2 separate regions of the Rattus norvegicus genome follow, and region 2 is linked to region 1. A link is a contact called in public Hi-C data. All regions are on one chromosome and are shown on one strand. The core of a region is the stretch at or near the end of the contact, and the rest is flanking DNA. Distances in the headings are between cores, read along the strand shown.

What was found. Hi-C and Micro-C count contacts between places; a contact is called where the count stands out from the background.
Region 2: a contact with region 1 is called in a Hi-C map of psoas muscle, with 2.1 times the contacts expected there. The contact joins two enhancer-like sites.

What each region holds. Positions count from the first base shown.
Region 1 is chr18:76,006,512-76,013,047 of GRCr8, reverse strand. The region is part of intron 4 of Slc66a2 (solute carrier family 66 member 2); the gene reads right to left. Among named protein-coding and RNA genes, the nearest start is that of Slc66a2, 31 kb to the right of the region's middle. Within about 2 kb of position 3,232, at least 5 of the 93 cell types and tissues checked have an H3K27ac peak or open chromatin away from gene starts, as enhancers often do.
Region 2 is chr18:76,150,675-76,157,210 of GRCr8, reverse strand. Ctdp1 (CTD phosphatase subunit 1) reads left to right here. Exons shown (of 13, transcript NM_001414395.1): 11 at 1,480-1,642. Among named protein-coding and RNA genes, the nearest start is that of Ctdp1, 36 kb to the left of the region's middle. Within about 2 kb of position 3,105, at least 1 of the 93 cell types and tissues checked has an H3K27ac peak or open chromatin away from gene starts, as enhancers often do.

The DNA of each region.
Region 1 (6,536 bases), core at 1,983-4,482:
TACATATCCCTTGTTCTCACTCAGTGTTAGGGGCCACAGACCTAACTGTTTTCCTGCATCATGGGTGCAGAGAAGCCTTGATTTCTTGGCAGGACAAGCCTGTGCACTAAAACTACATGTAGCCCAGGTGTGGGGGCTGCAGCTTATGGGCCCAGGAAGACACAGTGCAGAGGCGAGATCCCACACGCTGAAGACACAGCCACTTTCTTTGGCCACCTCTCTGCACTATTCAAGCTTCCTTTTCTCTTGGGGCCACCAGCTCAACCCTTCCTGAAACCTCTCTCTCATTATGCCAACCCCAGTGCTGCAACTCAGATGCCCCAGAGCAAGGGGAGAAGCACACCCTAGTCTCCTGGTCCTGCATCTGCAAACCTGGGGTTTTGAGAAGTGCCTGCCCCAGGCTTTCCTGGAGACAGAGATCTGAGTGCTCTGAGGAAACTCTAGTGATAGGGAAGAGATCGGTTAGCCCACAGAGTGGCTTACACTAAACGCTGTACTTTTTCCACTGCTGTGATAAAGAACCCAACAGGAGCAATACACGGAATGGTTCGTTTGGTTCACAGTTTAGGGAGGGCATGGCATAGCAGCAAGAGAGAGACAGCTAGTCCCTGCCCCTGTCCATACTCAGGAAGCAGGAGAAAAACGCCTGTTATCCTGCCCAGGACCCTAGGAGAGGGTGGATCTCTCTACTTCAATTAACCAATCCAGAAACTCCCTTATAGACATGCCAAGAAGTCTGTCCCCTAGGTGATCCTAGACCCTGTGGAGCTGACCGTGTTAACCATCACAGCCAAGGTTCTGGAGATCCCGACCGTGTTAACCATCACAGCCAAGGTTCTGGAGATCCGAACACGGAAATGCCACAGAACTTTGCACCCTGGCCCTCCACTCCAGCTCCAGGTCCTCCTGAGGTTTTCTTTAACACTTAGGAAATGTCCTGCTGCCATTCCTGAACTGGAACTTAAGTAGCGGCCAAGTTGTCATTTAACTCCGATGTCCTTTCATTCTAAAACTGATGCCAGGTATGGTGGCACTTGGGGCAGCGGAGGCAGAAGGATAGGGAATTCAAGACCAGCCTCAAGCTACAAGACTTTGCCTCAAGACAAACAGATCGCATTACCGGAAAAGCAAACTATGGGAAGACACCACGCACATACACAGCCCAGGTTGTTCTGAAGGGTGTGCAAATGTGGGGTCATAGGTAGGTTACCACTGCAGGTGTTGCACAAGTCTGAGGCTGCAGGTGAAGAGAACCAGTCTGTATGGCATGACACATCTGAGGTCGGGAGCCCCAGAGTTCACCCAGAATGAAGAGAGTGACGCCCAGGAAGAAGCTTTAGTTCTCATTTCAAAACCAGGCAGAGCCGCACTGTAGGGCTCAGAACACCCAGGGTGATTGACAGGGGCAGCGGGGACAAAACATGGGTCTTGTTGGGTCACCAATGCTTCAGTCCCTCGACAGAGCAGCGTGTAGATGGGGCTGCATCTGATTCATTGCCTCTCAAACAAAGCCCAGGATTCCCCTAGGACAGACAGTCATACCCGCCACACTTCCAGAAGGCCTCTACGACAGCCACGCCTGTGCAGGTCCTGGGGAAATGCCTGGCTGGTCGTGTTTATACACTTATAGCAAACAGAAAGCAGGCGCTGGACTCAGGTTCCACCCTTATAGTCGGTGGCTCAAAGCCCACGTGAGACAGCAGGCTGAGCGAGAGCACGTCATGGCCTAGAAAGAAAACTAGATCTAGCGGTGATTCTTCTAAGTTTGAAGCGAACCAACCTAAGCCAAAAAAGCCCTGCAGGGAGGTGACCAACTTGCCCCTCAAAGTCACCGATGCGTGGTGAGCATTTGCTGGGGCAAAACATGCAGAGGTGACCTACGTGGCCCAGTCAGACCCAGGGAGAGGGTGCTTTGATAATTCATCCGGTGTTAGACTGAGTGGGTGTGGGGTCCCTCGGGCTTGACTCCAAGTCTTCCAGACACAGGTCCCTAGCACAGGACATACAGCTGTAGCCCTGTGTCCCGGACCACCTGTCCCTATCCAAGCCACCTGCCCAGGCCTTCACTGTTAGCATCCCCTTGCCCCAAGTGCATAGTTATGTCTACAGCGAATAGAGAAATGAAGCAACTGCTGGAGCACGGTGCTACCCAGTGCCGGGGATATTCTTAGCCACCTGGGTTCTTCCATCGGACGGCCTCTATCCTCCTGGAAAGATAGCTCAATGGTCCCGTCAACACCATTCTGTTCCTGGGACGAGAGTCTAACCATGCCGAGGTCCTGGCATGCTCTGAATTGCTCAGTGAGCTAACAGAGGGAAAGGAGACCACAGTCGCACACCCCAGAGGATATAGGGCTGCTGTACGCAGGACAGATGCAAATCGGTTTCCTGGGACTATTACTGCTTTGTTCGCTCCGAGGCAATGAGTGCTACCTGTCCTCCCCCAAACCAGGATGTCCCTAGCCAGCGCCATCTTCACGAGCAAACAGTAAGCACACTGCTCCTGAAACCCCAGCACTCGGGAGGCCCAGGCAGGAGGATCAAATGTTCATTCGGTCAGACATGGTAGCGCACGCCTTCAATCCCAGTACTTGGGAGGCAGAGGCAAGTGGATCTCTATAAGTTCAAGGTCAGCCTGAACTACATATCAAGTCCTAGGACTACATAGAGAGACTCATTCTCAGAAAAAGGGAAGAAAGAAAGAGAGAAGAGTTCAAGGGCATTCTGGGAGTGTGGGGGTGTGGTAGAAATATACCACATGCCAAGAAGTTGTTTCTTTCTCTCTCTCTCTCTCTCTTTCTCTCTCTCTCTCTCTCTCTCTCTCTCTCTCTCTCTCTCTCTCTCTCTCTCTCTCTCTCTCTTCCTTGGATGGAGGAAACAGCTGCCGGAGGGTCTCTAACCAAGGTATTCCGATTCCCACAGTACAGGTTACCCACTCTCCAGGCTGTTAGCGGTGGAGTCAGTGTGGGTGAGGAGCAGACTGTCATGGTAGAGGCCTCGATTTTCTGCATCAAGATCACACTGTAGCTGGCGGCCGAGGCATGGCTGTGGTTCCACTTCCATCCCTCCCTTCTGCCTCTGCCCGGTGTTGACTGCTGTCTTCCATGGGCCTCCTGGCCTGACCCCTCTTGGCCTCCCCACTGTTTTAATCTAGGCTCTCATTACCTCACTCTCGGCTCCGGCATTTCTCTTCCCAACAGGGCTGCCAGATCACTGCTCTTAAAATACCTCCTCACCTCATCCTTGTCCTGGGCAGCCGACAGGAATGCCTCTCTCCGGCACCCAGGGCTGCAAAGCCAACTGCTGCACCTGCTCAGCTTCAGCTCAATGGCATGCTGGCCACGCTGACCTCAGCCCAGAACCAAGTCGCCACTACCACCTACAAAAGCCCTGCCACCCAAGTCATGTCCCCTTGGTAACCCGGGTTAGCCAATGTCCTCTTAGATGAGACACAGGAAAAGCAGACACATGGGCAATGTCTTCCTTAGGTATCTATCGTAGGCTGCCACTGCAGTCCCAACATGACTGGGGATGGCCTTGAACTCGTAATCATCCTGTCTCTGCCTCCTAGATGCTAGCGTTACAGGTGTGTATCCCCATGGCTAGTTTAGGCGATGCTGAGGATCAAACCCCCGGAGCGTGCTAGGCAAGCACGCTACCCACTGAGTATCCCCACCCCTAGAGTTGATACTTAGGTGTTGAATGGACAACCGAGAAAGGAGGAGGATAAGCCAGAGCATGATGTAGGAGAGATATTTACAAATCACACATTTGATACAACTCTAATACCCTGAACAGAATTTTTAAATTCTTACCATTCTGTAATAAAAACACTGCAAATACACATTTTAAAACAGGCAGAGATCTTGAGAAGATACTTCCTCAAGAACAGAGCCAGGTCCACAGGAGATGTTCGCTGTCGTTTTAACTGTCAGTGAAATGCAAACCAAACCATCCCGAGCAAGCACTTCACACCCACCAGGGTGTTGGAACTAAAGAGCAAGTAAGAGCAGCTACGGGGATCAGGACCACACGCACGCACACACACTCACACACACACTCACAAACACACACTCACAAACACACACTAACACACTCACACTCACAAACACACACGAACACACTCACGAACACACACACTCACATACACTCACACTCACACATACACACAACATACACTCTTACACACACACAATCTCACACATACCACATAACACACACACCACACACAATCACACAACACACACAACATATACTCACACACCACACATACACACACTCACTCACACATACCACACACGCACCACACAATCACACAACGTACACTCACACACACTCACACACACACACTCACACACAGATACCGACCACCTTCCCCCCCACCGTACCCCCAACCCCGCACCCTGTACAACTAGTGGAACACGAAAACATGTTCCCTGGAATACAGGCTGGCAGTTCCACAGATCACACCCCAAGCCATCATATGACCTGGCCATTCTCTGCCTACATGCTTTCTCTATAAAGGAAAACAGTATGTCCAGAAGAACTTATCCACGAAATCAGGACAGCATGAGTCAACCAAAGGCAGACAAACATCTGGAACATCCACATCATGAAGTTGTAGAAAGGAACGACCCAGAAGGCCACACAGTATATGATTCCAGACATGTAACGACCAGAACAGGCCAATCAAGAAAGACAGAAAGCAAGTAAATAGGGTGAAGTCTGTGTCAGAAGGCAGGGCTGCTAATGAGTTCAAGTTTCTCACCCTTTATGGAGAGACGATGCTAAAATTAGAACGTAATGCTGCTTCCAGAGCCTGGGCACGGACCACCACGCTCCCCCGGGTACCCTGTAAGCGGAGTACCTAGCAGGGTGGTACCCGGCCTTTCTGCTCTGGGCACAATGAGAGGCATTTCTTCTCCCAGCACAGGCTGACTGCTGAGGTCTGGTAGTGACCAAGACATGTCCTAGAAGAAGCATGCTGGGTTTCCCAAAAGGCTATGAATGAGGGGCCTGCTCCGGGGACCATAGTTAGATCTGAATGATCATAGGTTAAGTAAAGCCCGGTTTCTGGGAGCATCCACTATGGCAAGAGAGCCCAGAGTCCCAACTGGATCCTGCAGAGAGGCCTAGCTCAGGGGCCTGAAGCTACCTCCACCCTGACTGCCTTCCTTAGCGGCCCTTCCTGGCTGGATTCTTCAGACTCCTCCATGCCTCGCCCTCCCCATTCTGCATTTGCAGTGCCTTCCCCAGCCACTCCCTCCTGTTTCTGTGCTGGTGAAGGCTGCAGGAGGCTTGGCTTCCTCCCTCCTTTACGCCCACCCCCACCCTCCAGTAATTACTTGTTAGGGAACAGTCTTCAATTCTAGTAAAACCCGGGGGAAGAAGAACACAAACACCTCCCCACACACACAGGATCCACCTCACAGAGGTCCACCGCGTTAATTAGTAAAGTTATTCCAGAAGCATCATCATTCATCACCGGCTACAAAGCCGTGGACAGTTAATATTTTTCAGGAGGGAAATGATTCAGAAGTATCTAGAGTAGTAGCCCCAAGATGGGAAATGTGCCTGTGGAGGTTGTGTGTGTGCATGTGTGTGCACATGTGTAGAGTGTGTGTACACATGTGTAGAGTAAGTGTGTGTGTGCACATGTGTAGAGTGTGTGTGTGCACATGTGTAGAGTGTGTGTGTGCATATGTGTAGAGTGTGTGTGTGCACATGTGTAGAGTAAGTGTGTGTGTGTGCACACGTGTAGAGAAGTGAGTGTGTGTATGTGTGTGCACATGTGTAGAGTGAGTGTGTGTGTGCACATGTGTAGAGTAAGTGTGTGTGTGTGTGTGTGTGTGTGTGTGTGTGTGTACACACGTGTAGAGTAAGACTTTCCAGGAAATCCGTTCTGAGGCCTACTAAAGTCAGTCAGAAAGGAATGCGCCACCCACCTCCCCTCCCCCATTCCCAGTCCCAGGAATCCAGAGGTAAAGCACGGTAGGGCTAAAGTCCAATGTAGATTTCTCCCCCTTGCGGTGCAATGGCACAAGCAGACAAGGGATAAAACCCACACAATCTTGCTTCCACCTGACAGCAGCCTCTGATTCTTAGGCCCGTGGCAGTGTCTGTGCCTGTGCACGTCTTAAACCCATTTTCGATCAATCACATGGAGTGCCTGCCTTCTACCAAATTTATCTGAAACGGCGACACTTTCCATGCTTATCACGCAGATCCACGGCAGTCCAGCATGCCATCGAGAAGGTAGGGACACAGTAGGACCTGCGACATCCCCGAGTAGGATTCTGGTGACCAATCCTAATAATAAAGGTGCCGGCTCAGCGGGGCCCGGCGGGGCCGGCGGTATCGGGAGCTTGGCCAGTAAATGCCCCTGTGCACATGAAGGAGCCCAGCGCCTGTGCCTAGAGGATGCTGAGCAGGGAGCCCCAATATCTCCAAACACCGACTCCGTTCTCAGCTGAAAACGGCTTGCCCAACACTTTCGCTTTGGAACAGCGAGTTAGTGGCCTTTCCTCCGCGATCTG
Region 2 (6,536 bases), core at 1,856-4,355, 140 kb before region 1:
AATTTATTTACAAAAAATAGCATGAGGGTTTTACTGTAGCCCATTTACCAGTAATCCTGGTGTCTCACTGTTCAAGTCCTCATCTGTCTTATAGGGCAGTGCTGGGCCTTGGCTACACACATCCTCTTCCTGCTTTCCGCTGAGCTGTCTGTCTGAGGTCACACTGAGTTCCAAAGCTAGGAACATGGAGTCTTACTTTTGGAAAAGCAGAGAATGCACTTTTTAGATTTCTGGGTAGAAAATCTTTTGCCCTCAATAAATAACATTCAGTTAACCTAATATAATTTCTTTTTAATTTTGTGACTTAGAATTAATGCCCCATTATTCTTTGTTATTACATTTTGTGTGTGTGTGTGTGTGTGTGTGAGAGAGAGAGAGAGAGAGAGAGAGAGAGAGTGTGTGTGTGTGTGTGTGTGTGTGTGTGTATATGGTATCACATCCTTGTGGAGGTCAGGGGACTTGTGGGCGTCAGTTCTTTGTTTCCACCTTGTGGATCCTGGGGAGCTGATCCAGGTGGTCCGGCCTGCCTGAGAGTGCCTTTATCAGCCCCACTGTCTTGTCAGGTGCCACACTTCTCCTTGAGGTAATGAGGGCTTGTCACCTTATGCGCAGTGTCTGTAATGGCCAGCCTGGGATCCCGTGGCCAGTGGTGCTCAGCTTCTCGTTTCATTCCTCACCTCAGGAAGGACTTGTTCTAGAAACAACTGTTTTACTCTCTAGCACAGGCTGGCCTCAAACTCACAACAGTGTTCCTGCTTCAGCCTTCTAAGTCCTAGAATTGTGCATGGGAGCCACTTTGCCTGGTGTACCTTAAACTTTGACACCAATTTAAACATGAATAAAATATATTCAGTGAGGTTTGGCACACGCAGATGCACATTGCAGATAGAAACTTTTTCAACAGAGCTGCAGTTTTGCTGGTAACGTTAGCATCTTAGGTGTCCAGGTTGGAAGTGTCTTGACTTTGATCCTGGCAGCTGATTGGTTACTGTAGTACTCGGTGAAGCTGTGCACCCGCAATCTAATGTTTCTTCCTTTGTAGGCAGATTAATTCCACCCCACTGAGGTCCACCTCTTAGCTCCCCATTCCTGTCTGGCTTCTGTTCTGTGCTCTGAACAGAATGTAAACGCCACTTCTGCTTCCTTTTGGTTTTTAATGGTTCTTAGCTTTACTCAAGGGTAAATGGCACTCCCTGATGATTTCCAGCAGTTAGTCAGGTGATGGCCTGTAGACAAGGTGGTTTCTCTGTAAAGGAGGTGAGTGTGGGTGTCCTCAAGGCTCAGGACATGTCCCAGGAGGAGATGCTGGGTCTGCTACACAAGCAGAGATAGCAAGTGGGTAGCATGGACGGGCTGCCTTGACTTCCCTACAAGTGTTCTCTGTGTGTCTCACCCATGCAAGAGTCAGGTGTCTGCTACCGAGCTGGAAAGGTACTGTGGAACTGCCTTCCTCACGCGGGACTGTAACATTCCTTACAGAGCTGTTCAGCCACATCAGCAGCAAATGTTTGGTGAAGAGCTGCCAGAATCCCAAGATGGAGAGCAGCCTGGCCCTGCTAGAAGAAAGCGACAGCCCAGTATGTCAGAGACAATGCCGCTGTACACTCTCTGTAAGGAGGACTTAGAGAGTATGGACAAAGAGGTGAGAACGTGCTGCAGGCCCCAGTCTCCAGAGGCTGCTGTGCACAAGCACATCCCAGATCCCGGAAGCTGGGCTTCCTTCCATGCAGGGTAGGCGCAGGTGTGGTGAGCCAGCTTCCGGTTTCCTATTCCGAAGGATTTGTAACCATGTGAAATGACGTGCCCGTGTGTTTGGCAACAAGAGCACACAGCCGCCACTCCCAGGGTGCGTGATCGTATCTGCAGGTGTTCCAAGTTGGCATAAAAAGAGGGCGCTTCTGGCATTTTGAGGTACAGGAGCCACAGGAGTTTTTAGGGTACCCTGCTGAAGGAGCTGTCCAGACAGAAAGCTGAGAGGAGTCGAGAGAAGAAAGGCTTAATTAGCTTGCATTCAGTCATAGTTTTTTTTAAATACATTAATTCAGATAAATTAAGACCAGTTTCTTCTGTCATTTTTACACCACCATGTTTAAGTTCATAATGTGAAGTTAGTTTTTTCAAATGCTCAATATGGAGAATTGAATACCCTGACTACAGGTGTGTTTTAATTACAGCCTAATTGATATGGAGTGGGGCAGGTTATCCCTTAGAGCTAAAAGCAAAGCTGTGCCACAGGTCAGTATTGTCTGTATTCTAGACTCATGTTCTTATACCACCTTAGACCAGGGTATTCCTGTGTCCCTTGGCCTTACACATCTTCCTCTGGGCTTTTGCTCCAGGGGTTTTTGTGGTGTGGTCTGTGCAGTCATTTGCTCTGCAGACTGCTTTGGGAGGAAACAGCAGCATGGCGGGCCCCAGGGTGGGGAGAGCCAAGTGCACTCTAGAGATGGGCTACAGGTCACGGGGACAGGAGCTGCCCTCTGCATGCCTCCTACAGCTGCGGGTGAGTGCATCCACCTGACACTGCTCTGCTGTGAGGACAGAAAGGCTTCCTCGCTATTGACCATGCAGCAGAGTGCTCAAGGAAGAAGAAACCATGGCTCTTATGTACGTTTTTAGCAAACGCAAGAAAATACATTTGTTTTTAAGATGAAATCTCATCAGAACTCAGATTCTCTCTCAGATGGTAGCTTCTTTTCTGAACTGTCTACCATGTTCTGTGGGTTTTGAACTAACAGTTGTCATTTCATGAGTGTTTTCTCGGTCACTGCTTCCCTGTCCTCAGTCCCAGCTGTCTTGGATCTGAGAGCAGTGCTGGCTCCTGTGAGCACACTTGGCTCTCCCCACCCGGGGGCCTGCCATGTTGCTGCTTCCCTTCTGACTTCACAGGAATTCCCTTGCAGTCCATTTGACACTACTTGGCCTTATTGTTGGCTTTTATTCCCTTCATGTCCTAAGACCTCAAATTGTGCTGTGAAACAGCAAATTTTACTTACTCTAAAATCTTATGCTTTTAGCCATAGAAGCCAGCCTTTACCTCTGCCTAACCTCAGGCCTACAGAAGCTCCTCCTCCTGGGGAGGAGCTGCAGCTCTGGCTTGCTGATCTTGCAAAGCTGGGGGGAGAAGATTGGCAGCTTCACATTCCTACACGGGCTTTGATCCTTCCTATGTCCTGAGACCATAAATAAAGCATCCTTGGCCTTCAACAGAGCCAGAGCCAGGCTTTCCGTGTGGGCATAAGGGAGATGCCTTCTGAGTTCATGGGTCCTGGATCACCTTGGACTATTTGTCCAGTTTTCTTGGGGACAAAGTGGGCTGCAGGTAGTCTCACAAAACATTAGCCTCTGTCCACTTAGGATCCTCATGACACGTCCACATCCGTTAGGTAGTGATAAGCCACGTGGGTGCTCTAACTGTCTTCTGTGTCGGTGTCTGTCCTGCTTCCAGTAGACAGTGGTCATTACTCAGGGGCCTGTCACATCTACAGAGACCCTGATCTCCAATAAAACCATAGACACGAGGACCGGTGCAAGGCCTTGGGATGGGGAGAGGCATCAACCTGCGTGATCAGTCTCCCGGGAGCTTGACAAGAAGCACACAGTCCCCTCCATCCATGTTGCTGCCCAGGTGCTTCCTTGGGTGAGCTGGAGTGGGGTTTTCCTGAGATATTTTAACCTGGTTTATAGACTAGGTGTGCAAACCACACAGTTACTTGTAGTGAATCATGAAGAAATTTATTTTAAAAGAATTCTTTGGTATACCAATAACCTTGTCGCTTATTAACAGTCAAAGCAAACTTGTATTCTAATAATATGCTTATTCAGTAAGTGTTCATAAATACATGTTGTCATGCATGTGAATGCCAGAGGACAGCCTTGGACATTGTTCCTACAGTGCTGTCCACCTTGGTTTTTGAGAAAGGGAGGGTCTCACCAGTTTAGAACTCACCAGCTGGGCTAGGCTGACTGGCCAGGCCAGTAAACCCAGTGGTTCACCTGTCTGCCTACAGAGCTAGGCTTATAATGTGTACCACTGTGCCTGGCTCTTTGAGTAAGTTCTAGGGATTTAATTCAGAACGTCTTCTTTTTTAAGGAAAAGATGATTTTCCTTCTAAAACATTAAATCTCGATTAAATATTTGATACTGCAGAACATGGAACTTTCTTAGCATTTTTCATTTTAGTTGATATTTTGCTTTTGTAATCATCAATTCTGATGGTACCATTTTATAAAAAATAAAAATCATAGAAGATAGCAGTAATATACTCAGAGCCATTTCAAAAATTGTTGGGAAATTATGTGTTAATCCCAACCAATGTTCATTTGATGATTTTTTTTAATGTAATTCAAATCAGCAACTCAAAACAGCAATTTAAAAATCAGCATTTTAATACAATACACATGAAAGCAATACACTAATTTCATATTTGTTTCCTAACGATAGGAAAATATTCATTGTTTTCTATACTGTTGTGTTTCTTTAAGAGCAGACAGTCTTGTATGAACAGCACTGCAGTTCATGACAGACATCAGCCTCCACTCTGAGCCAAGGCATTTCAGACAGCATCCATTGGCACTGTGTGTAATGGCAGGGTACAAAATGTACACGTCTGTCCATAACTCTGTTAGTTAGTTTTAACTGTCAACTTGACATAACCCAGAAAGTGAATCTTAGCAAGGAATGACCTTGATCAGGTTGCCTGTGGGTATGTCTATGGGGTATTTTCTAGATTGTTAATTGAGTCAAGAAGGCCCACCCTGAATGTGGGCAGCACCAATTCACAGACAGAGCCCTAAACTGTCTAAGAGTGAAGAAAGTCTGCCCAGCATAGTGGCAAGCAGGCAGGCCCTGGTGAAATCACTTGTCTCCACCTTCGCTGGGTGTGCTGTGATTAGCTGTTTTGTCCTGGCACCATGGTTTTTCCTCAGTGATGGACTGGCCTAGAATCAGAACCAAGTAAGCCCTCTCTTCCCCTCAGGCCTGCTTTGGTCGAGGTGTTTATCATAGCAACAGGATTGTTACTAGAGAACCTGACCACGTGCCTTCTGGTGCTGTGGACTGTTTTATTGGCAGATTGTGGGAGATTTTGGAACTTTGGGCCAAAAAAGCTTATGAGTGCTAATTGTTTAGTGGCCTTTTGGTAGGAGCTTGGAAGATAAGTATGGTAAGAATAATGCAAACAATGGAGAAATGTTTCAGAGGGGAACCAGGATTTTTGCCCTTACCTGGATTGGGGTTATTTGTGGATGTTTTTGCTGCAAATTTGTGTGCCTGGGGCTGAGAAGCGTCTGATTGTCAGAGCTGAGCACCAGAGGTGAAATGTTCTAGGCTTCACTGGGACAAGAGGAACATGTTTCCTCTGGGTCAGCAGACAGATGGCTGCCAAGGGGGTCAGGCTACATCTTGTGCTTCCAGCGGAACCTAGCAATGTATGAGTATTGTCCACATCATACTGGTTTTGAAGGCATGAAAGACACAAGAATAAGGGAGCCATGGTGAATGGCTGAGGCATGGTGCTTGTGACAGGGTCACTATACCTGTGGTGAGGGAGGGCCTGCTTACAGAAAAAGGAGACTCAGGAGTGTTACTTTCCATTTCTCCCCACTGTGTCCGTTCTCCCTGACCTGGTAGGCAGGATTCCCCATGTCACCCCTCACTCCTGACTCGATTTACAGAGGTTTTGGTGAAGATGTATTGCCCCGAGTCCAAACACCTAATGGAACCTCCGCTGCCACCGCTGTGAGCTGGGACAGAGCCAGTGCTCTTCCAAGCACTGCACTGAGGGTGGCGTTCTCCGTCCAGAACCACAGAGAACCACAACCTTAGAAAGCAAGTTAGAGATTGGGATGGGCCAAAACAGGTACGACAGAAATGTGCAAAGCTAATAAAAGCCAACACTGTGCTTTCTCTTAGCTGCTTTAATCCTGTGTGTATTTCTAGGAACATGTAGAAGCCAAAGGTTCTTGATAATCAAGTATAGCCCCCAAGGTAGGACCAGCATGAAGAGGGGGCAGGGCTACCTGCAGACTGCTTTTCTGTGTCAGAACAAGCAGGCTTGCAGGATGTGGGCTGCTGCATCACTAGTAGCACTGGGTAAGTCACCAGACTAATTAGACTGCCCAGACCTTAATCACTAATTAACTAATAGTTACTTGCTCGGTACAGTCCAGACCATGGTCTTTGGTAGCTGTCCTGGTTTTGAGTGGGTGAATTTATTGAGTACACAGCAAGCAAATGTAGAAAAATGAATAGCAGATAGAAGTGTCAGTAGATAACCATCAAATCAAGTACTTAAAACATCTAGCAGAGATGACTGGAGTGGCCCAATTACGAGAGCAAACAGAAAGTAGCATCACCAGTCAGGTGCTTACAAACATGCCCAGAAATCAACTGGAAGCCCTGTAGGGGCGTAAGGTAGAATTACCAATCCAGGTTTCGGGTAGAGCACAGGGTCCCCTTGGATACCGATTCCATGGGAAAGAGCATTCAGCAAACAGCACATAGACTGTCATGGGACCAGGCACTGTGACTCACC